3 separate regions of the Mus musculus genome follow, and all the other regions are linked to region 3. The links are chromatin contacts, called in public Micro-C and promoter capture Hi-C maps. All regions are on one chromosome and are shown on one strand. The core of a region is the stretch at or near the end of the contact, and the rest is flanking DNA. Distances in the headings are between cores, read along the strand shown.

What was found. Promoter capture Hi-C pulls out the DNA fragments that hold promoters and counts their contacts. Hi-C and Micro-C count contacts between places; a contact is called where the count stands out from the background.
Region 1: a contact with region 3 is called in a Micro-C map of embryonic stem cells, with 2.2 times the contacts expected there. The contact joins the promoter of Cyrib here to the promoter of Asap1 in region 3. A contact is called at or near these places in 3 of 39 promoter capture datasets (the C10 cell line, embryonic stem cells and neutrophils), 2 of 484 Hi-C or Micro-C datasets (both in embryonic stem cells) and 1 of 9 other capture datasets (adipose tissue).
Region 2: a contact with region 3 is called in a promoter capture Hi-C map of neutrophils, with 4 times the contacts expected there. The contact joins the enhancer-like site here to the promoter of Asap1 in region 3. A contact is called at or near these places in 14 of 39 promoter capture datasets (the 3T3-L1 cell line, the C10 cell line, cranial neural crest and 7 more), 6 of 484 Hi-C or Micro-C datasets (the HL-1 cell line, the N1E-115 cell line, cerebral cortex and 3 more), 2 of 115 datasets of contacts at active chromatin or transcription factors (embryonic stem cells and fetal liver) and 3 of 9 other capture datasets (adipose tissue, liver and macrophages).

Annotation. Positions count from the first base shown.
Region 1 is chr15:64,059,043-64,061,742 of GRCm38.p6, forward strand. It overlaps Cyrib (CYFIP related Rac1 interactor B), which reads right to left and starts at 1,406. Exons shown (of 13, transcript NM_001360036.1): 1 at 1,153-1,406.
Region 2 is chr15:64,125,030-64,127,729 of GRCm38.p6, forward strand. It overlaps Asap1 (ArfGAP with SH3 domain, ankyrin repeat and PH domain1), which reads right to left. Exons shown (of 31, transcript NM_010026.3): 19 at 2,343-2,434. Among named protein-coding and RNA genes, the nearest start is that of Gm20717, 28 kb to the left of the region's middle. Within about 2 kb of position 1,387, at least 27 of the 459 cell types and tissues checked have an H3K27ac peak or open chromatin away from gene starts, as enhancers often do. A contact at or near this core is called in neutrophils, where this site is marked.
Region 3 is chr15:64,381,508-64,384,207 of GRCm38.p6, forward strand. Asap1 (ArfGAP with SH3 domain, ankyrin repeat and PH domain1) reads right to left here and starts at 1,412. Exons shown (of 31, transcript NM_010026.3): 1 at 1,210-1,412.

The DNA of each region.
Region 1 (2,700 bases), core at 156-2,655, 320 kb before region 3:
CTGAATACAACCCTCCAAGAATAGGGAGAGTCTCAATCAAAATCAGAGTGGAAGCTTCCTCAGAGGGAGTCCCTATTTCCTCCAGGGATCCGCGGATTTCTGGAGGCTGAAGTAACAAAACATGGCTCTGGTGATGATGGGGTGGAAGTTAAGGGCAAAGAAGGCAAAAATGAGGAAGCCTACGGGCTCACTTCTCAAAATTTACCAGCCACCAATTCATTTCACAACTATCTATAGGAAGCCTCCCTGTGCTCCCGCCCGGCACGTGTCTTAAGGGATGAAGGCATTAAAGGGGAGGTGACATTCCCACCCTGAACCTCAAGGCCAGGAAACCTAGTCCCATTTACTGCAGGCCAGAACTGAGAGCGGCCCATTTTACAGACACAAGGAGCCGAAAGACCCAGAGAATGCAGACAACTTGGCCAAGGTCACAAAGCTTGTGAGTGGTAGGACCAAGAATTAGACAGAGGTGCACAGCCACGTGACTCTCCCTGCTGCGCCACCTTCACACTCAAGCCCTCCCCCACCCCTCCATTTCTAGCGGCAGGGTGGGGATCTGAGACAACCCCCTAGGGCTCTGCTTGCAAAGGAAGTCCGGGTTCCTCTTTCCTCCCACCCCAGACACAAGACCCACATTCAGAGGACACACGGATTCCTTCCAGACCTACTGTGTGTGCACGACCCCCAGAAAGCCCTGTGGGCTCCAAATGCCTCCACCTCTGAACACTAAACTTCCATTTTTCAAAAAAAAAAAAAAAAAAAAAACTGATAATGATGATGATGATGCCGATGATGATGAAAACATAACGGGCAAAGAGGAAGTGCTGTTTAAACGCCGGCGGGGGTCGGAGCAGAAGGAAGTCAGGCTGGTGCGAGTCTATTCGCCCTTTTGGTTCCTCAATTCAGCCTCCTGGCCTGGAACCCCCACCCCCACCCCCAAAATGAAGTTAGCGGAGGGCAGCGCGGAGCCCGGGTCAGGCCCTGCAGCGCTCACCTGGCCTGCAAGAGGGGTGTGCCCGGGGACAACCACTCGGACCCCGCGCCCCAGCCTCCCAGTGCACAGCGCCCCAGGCGCTCGCTCGCTCCCTCCCTGCAGCCCGGTGAACCAGGGCGGCGACGCCGCAGCAGGCTCCCGGCCGGCCCTGCACGTACCTGGCGGCCCGACGGGCGGGCGGGCGAGCTGGCGGCGGGAGCCTGCGGTGCACACACGCCGCTTCCGGGTCGGCGGCTCGCGCGTCCCCGCCGCAGGTTCGCGAGCGGCCCCGCCGCGGCAGCAAGCGACAGCAGCAGCAGCAAACGGCAGCAGCAGCGGCCCGGCCCCGGCGCGGCCAGAAATCGCTATAAAAGGAAGAGGCGGCGAGGAGGAAGAGGAAGCGCTGTTTACCTTCGCAGCCCAGCCCGGCGCCGCACAAAAGGAGGACGCGACGCGCCGCCCCCCGCGCCCGGGCCCCGCCGCAGCACGGGCCCCGCGTCACCGCGCCCGGGACCGCCCCGCACCGCCCCCGCCCCAGCCCGCACAGTGACCTTGGGCGAGTCCCGGGCGCCTAGGCCCGACCCCCAGGGCGCCGGGTCCCCGCGGCCCCTCCCTCACCTGGGACGAGGGGTCGAGATGCGCTCGGCTCGGGCGCCACCTGCCTGGCTGCCCCTGGACCGCGGGAGCCGGGCAGAAAAACACCCATGGGGTCCAGTGGTGCAAGCCCGGGCACCAATAAAGCAGAGGCGATGCGAGGAGGGGGTCTGGGCTACCCACACGGTCACACGGTCGTCCCAGGACTTGTGATTTAGCGAAGGGGAAACTCCCCAAATACCATCTCCTTGTTGGGATTTTTGGTGTGGGGACCCCTGTCCTTCCCTTTGCCTAGGACATCATTAAGGGGCATTTTCCCCCTCTCCTTTACTCCTCTGCCCTCAAGTCCATGTCATCGTTATCTTGATTTTCAACCAGATTTTTCAGGAATATTTAATGTTCCGTGAAATATCTTTTCCCTGACCTCTAACGTGGTATCAAAAGGGTTACATCCACAACTTTTGCCCCTCCTTCTCATTCTTATCACCCCTCCACCTGTGCTAGGGGCTTGGGGGTACAATATTGGGGACTGATTTACCTTGGACTATTTCATCTTTAACAAAGGGGTGTGTCCAGATTTTCCTTAACCTGGGCCAATTCGGGGAACTTGGGGTTGCTGAGGCCTCCAGGACGGTTCTCAGGGAATTTTTTTGATTGCAAAAAAACTTTGTAGTGCTGGGTAGAGCCACTCTGATGATGAAAGCTTGCTTGCACTGGGACAAGCGAGAAAGGGTGTGTGGCCCACTTGGCATAGCAAACCCAAAGGGAAAGCAGAAGTGCTTTCTAGAAGTCTCTGGAGGTTTTTAGGCCAAGGGAAGAATTGCCTGGGAGGCTAAGGGCCTGAGTTCAAGTCCTCCCTGACCATTGCACTTCATGACCCTGGTCCAACATCAGAGCCTGCCAGGGCATCAGAACTCTTGGCTCTGGGGAGCAGATGCCATCTTAACAGTGTAAGAAGTGGTCTGAATATTGAATCAACGGTCAGCTATAAAGTTGAGGGGACAGCAGAAGAGGTTTTAAACCTGGGCACAGCAGAGAGCATGCAAAATGGGAGGGCCTCAGTCTGGAAGTTCAGAGTGAACCAGGTGCCAGAGGCTGTGCCCACCTCACTTAGCTCTCACCACAGTCCATGA
Region 2 (2,700 bases), core at 137-2,636, 260 kb before region 3:
ATTCACGACATATGTGGGAAAATTTTAAAGGTTGAGACAAATTAAGCTTCTAGAGCTTCATGAAGATTTTATTTTATTTTTTGCTCTAACCCCTTTTATAGGAGAGAAAACTGAGACTTAGAAAGGCTGCTATTAAATCTACCCCACAGGCAAGAAGTGTCACAGGGATGAGGTGAACTGCCTTCCTTGGAGAGGCTCCTTCAAGAGCAGACGCTGGAAAGACCAGGCCTGAAGTCTGAGTGGCCACGTGGTGTCTAATCACTATCACCATGGAGACTGGGCCTACCTCCCAGCCCCGAGCTGAGAACAGAGCCTCAATGCCCAGTTGTCACTCTGTCACCTACAGAAGACTGAAACGGAAGACAGTTCAGGGAAAATCAGATGAGAGCCAGAGAGAAAGAATTAAGATCAGGTGACACCGTCTGACACTCCAGAAACTTTGTGTCCATTCCCTGATATTTCCCACTTAAATAAGCTAATTAGTAAAAAATACATGAAGTTTGGGTCCTACAGCATGCCAGCTATGTGATACTATAAAAAGTATTTAAACTTTATGAACTTGAGGTTTTTATCATTTTAAAATGGAGACATCTACTCACTGGCACACTAAAGATTTATATACTGACTGTTAATGCACACATATGCCCTTCTGCGTTTACGTGCATCACACACTTGCTTGCAGGTTCCTGAGAAGGGCAGAAGAGGGTGCTGGATCTCCTAGAAATGGAGCTACAGGCAGCTATTAGCTCTCTGGTGTGTGTGTGTTTGGAACTGACTCCTGCAGCACACTTCCTACAACCACGGTTCTGTAACAGCTGTCTGAGCTCTTTGGCAATGTCTGCCTTCCCCGTTAGACCCAAGGCATTGAGGGGGAGGCTTACACTGCAGTTTGCTTTGCTATTTCCTCAGCAGAGAACGAGCACTCTGTAAGCATGCACACAACTCAACAAAAGACCACTGCTGCCAAGAGGCCTTCTGGGAGACTTAACTTCACGACTGCAGACTAAATGTGCCCTGTAAAAATTTTAATACTTGTGAAAGTTTCGTATCCATGGAAGCATTGGCCAAATATTTGGGCTGTTGTCCTTTCTTCCTGCATAAAGCCTTCCCAACTATGTGAGTAAGAATTAGCCTTTCTTCCTACTTATCCATAGCACTCAGGGGCTGAGGTAGAGTCTTTACCATGTACAAGGTACAGGATTCAATCTTGAGGACTCTTCAATCTTGTCCCCCAAGTATCGAGGGGGGATCTAGGGCCTTGTTCAAGCTAAGCAAGCACTAGTGCACACTAGTGCAGCATGTCTGTGAAGGGTAGAGCTTGCTCTGGGTCACTTCTTGTCTGCTGTGCTTTCTCACTGCTCTGAGGTAAGCAGTTCCCTTTCCCTTCCCAGCACCTACGGCTGCCTTGCTTCCTTCTGCCTTACCAGCCTGGGCCACAGCAATGGGACCAGCTGACTAAGGACTGAAACACCCACCACCTTTCTTAGTGAGGCAAGTATATAGAACTCTGCTCACAAGTGCATTTGGCTCCTGAGTAGGCAGTGCAGGAATGAGGGGGTTTAATCACCAAGGTTAGCCACAATTCAGTTTCTCAGTCTGGCAATGGGTCTAGGGTGAGAAGGTATGTTTCTCTTCCCCATTACCCATCTTGTCCTTTCCCAGAAGGCAGTCTGCTTTCTATTGTTCTTTGCTTTTCAAAATGTATCAACTGTCTTGGAAATCACTTACACCAGAACATGGGACTTAGTGTTTTCACATCTGGTAGAGTCACAGACTCCCTTTGTCCCATTATTATTATTATTATTATTATTATTATTATTATTATTATTATTATTATTATTATTTTCTACCACAAAATAGACATTAGTTTCCAGAAGTGGAAGAGTCTGGTCCAGGGTTAATAGATTTATAATTCTGGTAAGGTTTTTTTTTTTTTTGTACTCCCACAGAAAACTCATTAGACAGAACATCAACCTGCCAGACTCTGCTGAGAAGGTTGTTGGACATCTGCATCTGTAAGAGCTCTCCTACCACCACCTTGGCAGGTCTATTACCATAGCCCAGTGTGGCCAGATACAACTGTCCCCAAGATCTGTTCCACAAAGCTGGCACTCAGCAGCAGTTTCCAGGGAAGGTACTGCTGAGAAGAAACTTGCCTAATGCAGACATATGCTTCAAAATATCTTTCTAGTCTTTTCTTAATAATGGGGGTTGGGGAGTAGGGTGAGGGGGATACTGTGTTTGTTGCTAGCTGGTTATGTTTTGTTTGTCTGTTTTTGAGTGAGGAAGGAGAGGAGATAGACTAGTAAAGTATTCATATACTCAGAATTCAAAATACTTACATATCACTTGAAGGGGTGGGCTTTGGTGAAGGGCTGGGTAAATTTGCTTCCATAATATCATTAAAACTATTGTTTCCTACATTCTTGGCCAGCTGTAACATAAACAAACAGAACATACCACTGGTTAATCGACTCCTATCATTTGCTTCTAAGATTTTTGTATATGTATTTTCCTTCATCTGACTCAGAGTATACAAACTATCCCTTTTTCTGGTTAGGAAACTCCCCAAGCAGCTGCCACACGCCAGGCACTGAATTTTGACCTGGAATTGCTAGAAGTGGTAGCAATGCTCTTTTCTCGTAGGTGTTCAAACTATAGTGGGGCTGGGTTATGTCAAAACAGTCAGCCATGTCTACA
Region 3 (2,700 bases), core at 162-2,661:
CAGGCCACCAAGTAGTTGTGTCCATAGAATCTTTCTGAATCTCTTCCACATTAAAAGAGAAAACAGTTGTTTTCCGAGATTCTTTTCTTCTATAGCACCCCACCCCCCATCAAGCCCCTCTCCCAATGGCCACTACACAGGGGCCTTCCAACGGCCCGCCAAGAAGACCTGGCCACTCAGGCTAGGATAGACATGAAACTGGCCTAAGAATTACATGCTGTGTTTTACAATCTCAAAACATTACTCAGCAATCCTGTACCACTGCTATCCCAGAAGCAATCCTGCTAACACAACCTGATGGAGTCGATGGAAGGGGGGAAATGGTCTTTTGCATCTGTACAGCTAAGGCTAAGGTCAAGTTAACTTGGTCTAGACCTGGCTAAGCCTTTCCTTGATAAAAAGAACCCGCCCTACGAGGGCGTGAGATGATGTCTCTGGATGGATTAAACAGCAGAAAACCAGATACCAGCTAGTTTCTTTCTTTCTATTTTTTTTCTCGCTCTCGTTTAAACTTACTGTTGCTCTCATAAAAAGCATCAGGTTCCAAAATGGTACAAGCGGAAGAAGACATAAGGCACTTCTCAGCTCCCAAGGGGAATTACCACTCCCCCCCCCCCCCCCATTCCCTGTTTCTTTTCCTTTTAAGTGGTCTGGGGCCTGCCAGGCAGCGCCATGTCCAGGCCGGGACCCGCGCCGAGGGGAACTTTCCTCCGCTGCGCCCGAGACAATGCGGCGGCCAATGCCCGCGCCTCCCCGCCGCGCAGGGAGAGAGCGCCCCTGGAGAACCGGGAAAAGTGCCGAGGAGAAGGAAAGCGCCCCCAAGGGCCGGGAGAGCACCCCAGAGGAGAAGGAGAGAGTCCCAATGGGAGGGGAGAGTGCCCGGGAGGACAGAGAAAGCGCCCCAGCGGACTCCGGGAGCGCCCCGGCGTCTGCCCGGGCCTCCTCCCGGAGCGGGGAGCCTTGCGCCCCGGGCGCACACCCCCAACCCGGGTCTCCTCCGCGGAGCAGGGGAACGTGCGCTCCGGCGCTGCGGCTGCGGAATCCCCGGGCCGCCCGGCCAACCCCTGCAGAGCCGGCCGCGCGCCCCGCACGCCCCCGGCTGGTGCTCTGCGGACGGACGGGGACACCCGGAGCCCACAGGGGGTGTGCGGGTGGCCGTGCAGCGCCCCACCGCGCCTGTTCCCGCCGCCCCGCCGCCTCGCCACTCACCGGGACCGGGCGGGCCGCTGGGCATTATTCCATCGCGGGCGCGGCGAGGCCGGGCGAGGCGCGGGAGCCGAGCGCGGCGCAGGAAGGGGCGGGCGACCATGTGCCGAGGAGGGGGGAGGAGGAGGCCGGCGACGCGGAGCCGCTCTCTCGAGCCCGCTCGGCGGCGGCGGCGGTGGCGGCGGCGGGAGCGGGCTGCAGGAAATCCAAACACTTCGGCAGGAAATCGGAATCCTGACTAAGCACTCCCGGCCCGCGGCTGCCCCGCTCCGGGGGCTCCCGCCGCGTTTAACCCTTGGCCCGCCGGGCACACTTCAGGGCACAGGAGTATAGGGCAGTGTAGGAGATTCATGGGGTGGGCCTCCTTCTTGGCCACAGAAGGCAGAGGTGGGGCTTATCAGCAGAGAACCTTGGCCTTGAAGTGGGGCTTGCTAAAGCTGGGACACCAAAAGACTGTGGCCTCTCTCCCATCCTGCACTGTCTTCTCCTAGGCTACTTTCTCCTGTTCCTTTCCGTGGATTTCTATCTTCTTACCCAGTGCCTGGAGGCAAAACCTTTTGGATAGCACAGAGATGATCTGGCTAGCATTCGAGCATTCCAGGCTCTGAACCCTGGTTGGAAAATGGCCTTTTTCTCTTTCCTGCAAGTGATACTTCCTTGAGGCTTAGTTTCCCAATCAAGAAAGGAGTGTTCGTAGACTTAATTTGAAAACAAGATGCTTAGACTGGCATGTTGGAGACATCAATGATATCTGTGCTTGGGTATTACTGCACACTAGAGATGTCAGAGAAGGGAGGCTTCTAACTTGTGGGCTGTGTGTTCTGCATGTCTGTGTGGACCTAGCTCGGGGGCAGGTCTGGCCCAAGGGTGTCAGTTTCTCCCTAATTACTGGTGATTATTTTTCTTTGAGTCTTCCAGAAACTGCTGTCTGAAGAAGAAAAGATCAGCCACTGCGTAGTAGAGACCCCTTTCTGGTAAAATTAGAAACTCACCAGGCCTCACAAGATTGGAGATTTTGTTCTTAACCTGAGGGTGGGAGACTTGGGGGGAGGGCGCGTTAATAAGCCTTGAGCTGCTCCAGGGGGGTTAGGAGAACTAGCCAGGGAGTCTGGGCTGCCATGGGGAGTGATTCATTGTGGTTTCCCGAGGAAATGCCACACTTTACCTGTAGGCTGCAGTTTGGTGGTTTTACTTGAGTGTTTGAGATTCCTCTGACTCTCAAGACATAGAGGAAGGACCGCGTGTGGGCAAGTGAGAACTGAAATGACCATGCTGGGAACTGAAACTTGGGTACCAGCTCTATCTCCCAAGGACAAACAGACCTGTGCTTGGCACCCAAAGGCATGTCTCTTCTTCAACACTTTCTGTAGTTACAGGTCACAGGTAAAGCTCCAAGCTGGGCCCCAAGAACCTGGAATGCCTGCCCCTCATAGCCACCATCCTATTGGAAAGAACCTCTACCCAACTGAGGTCGGCAGATAAATCACAGAGCAG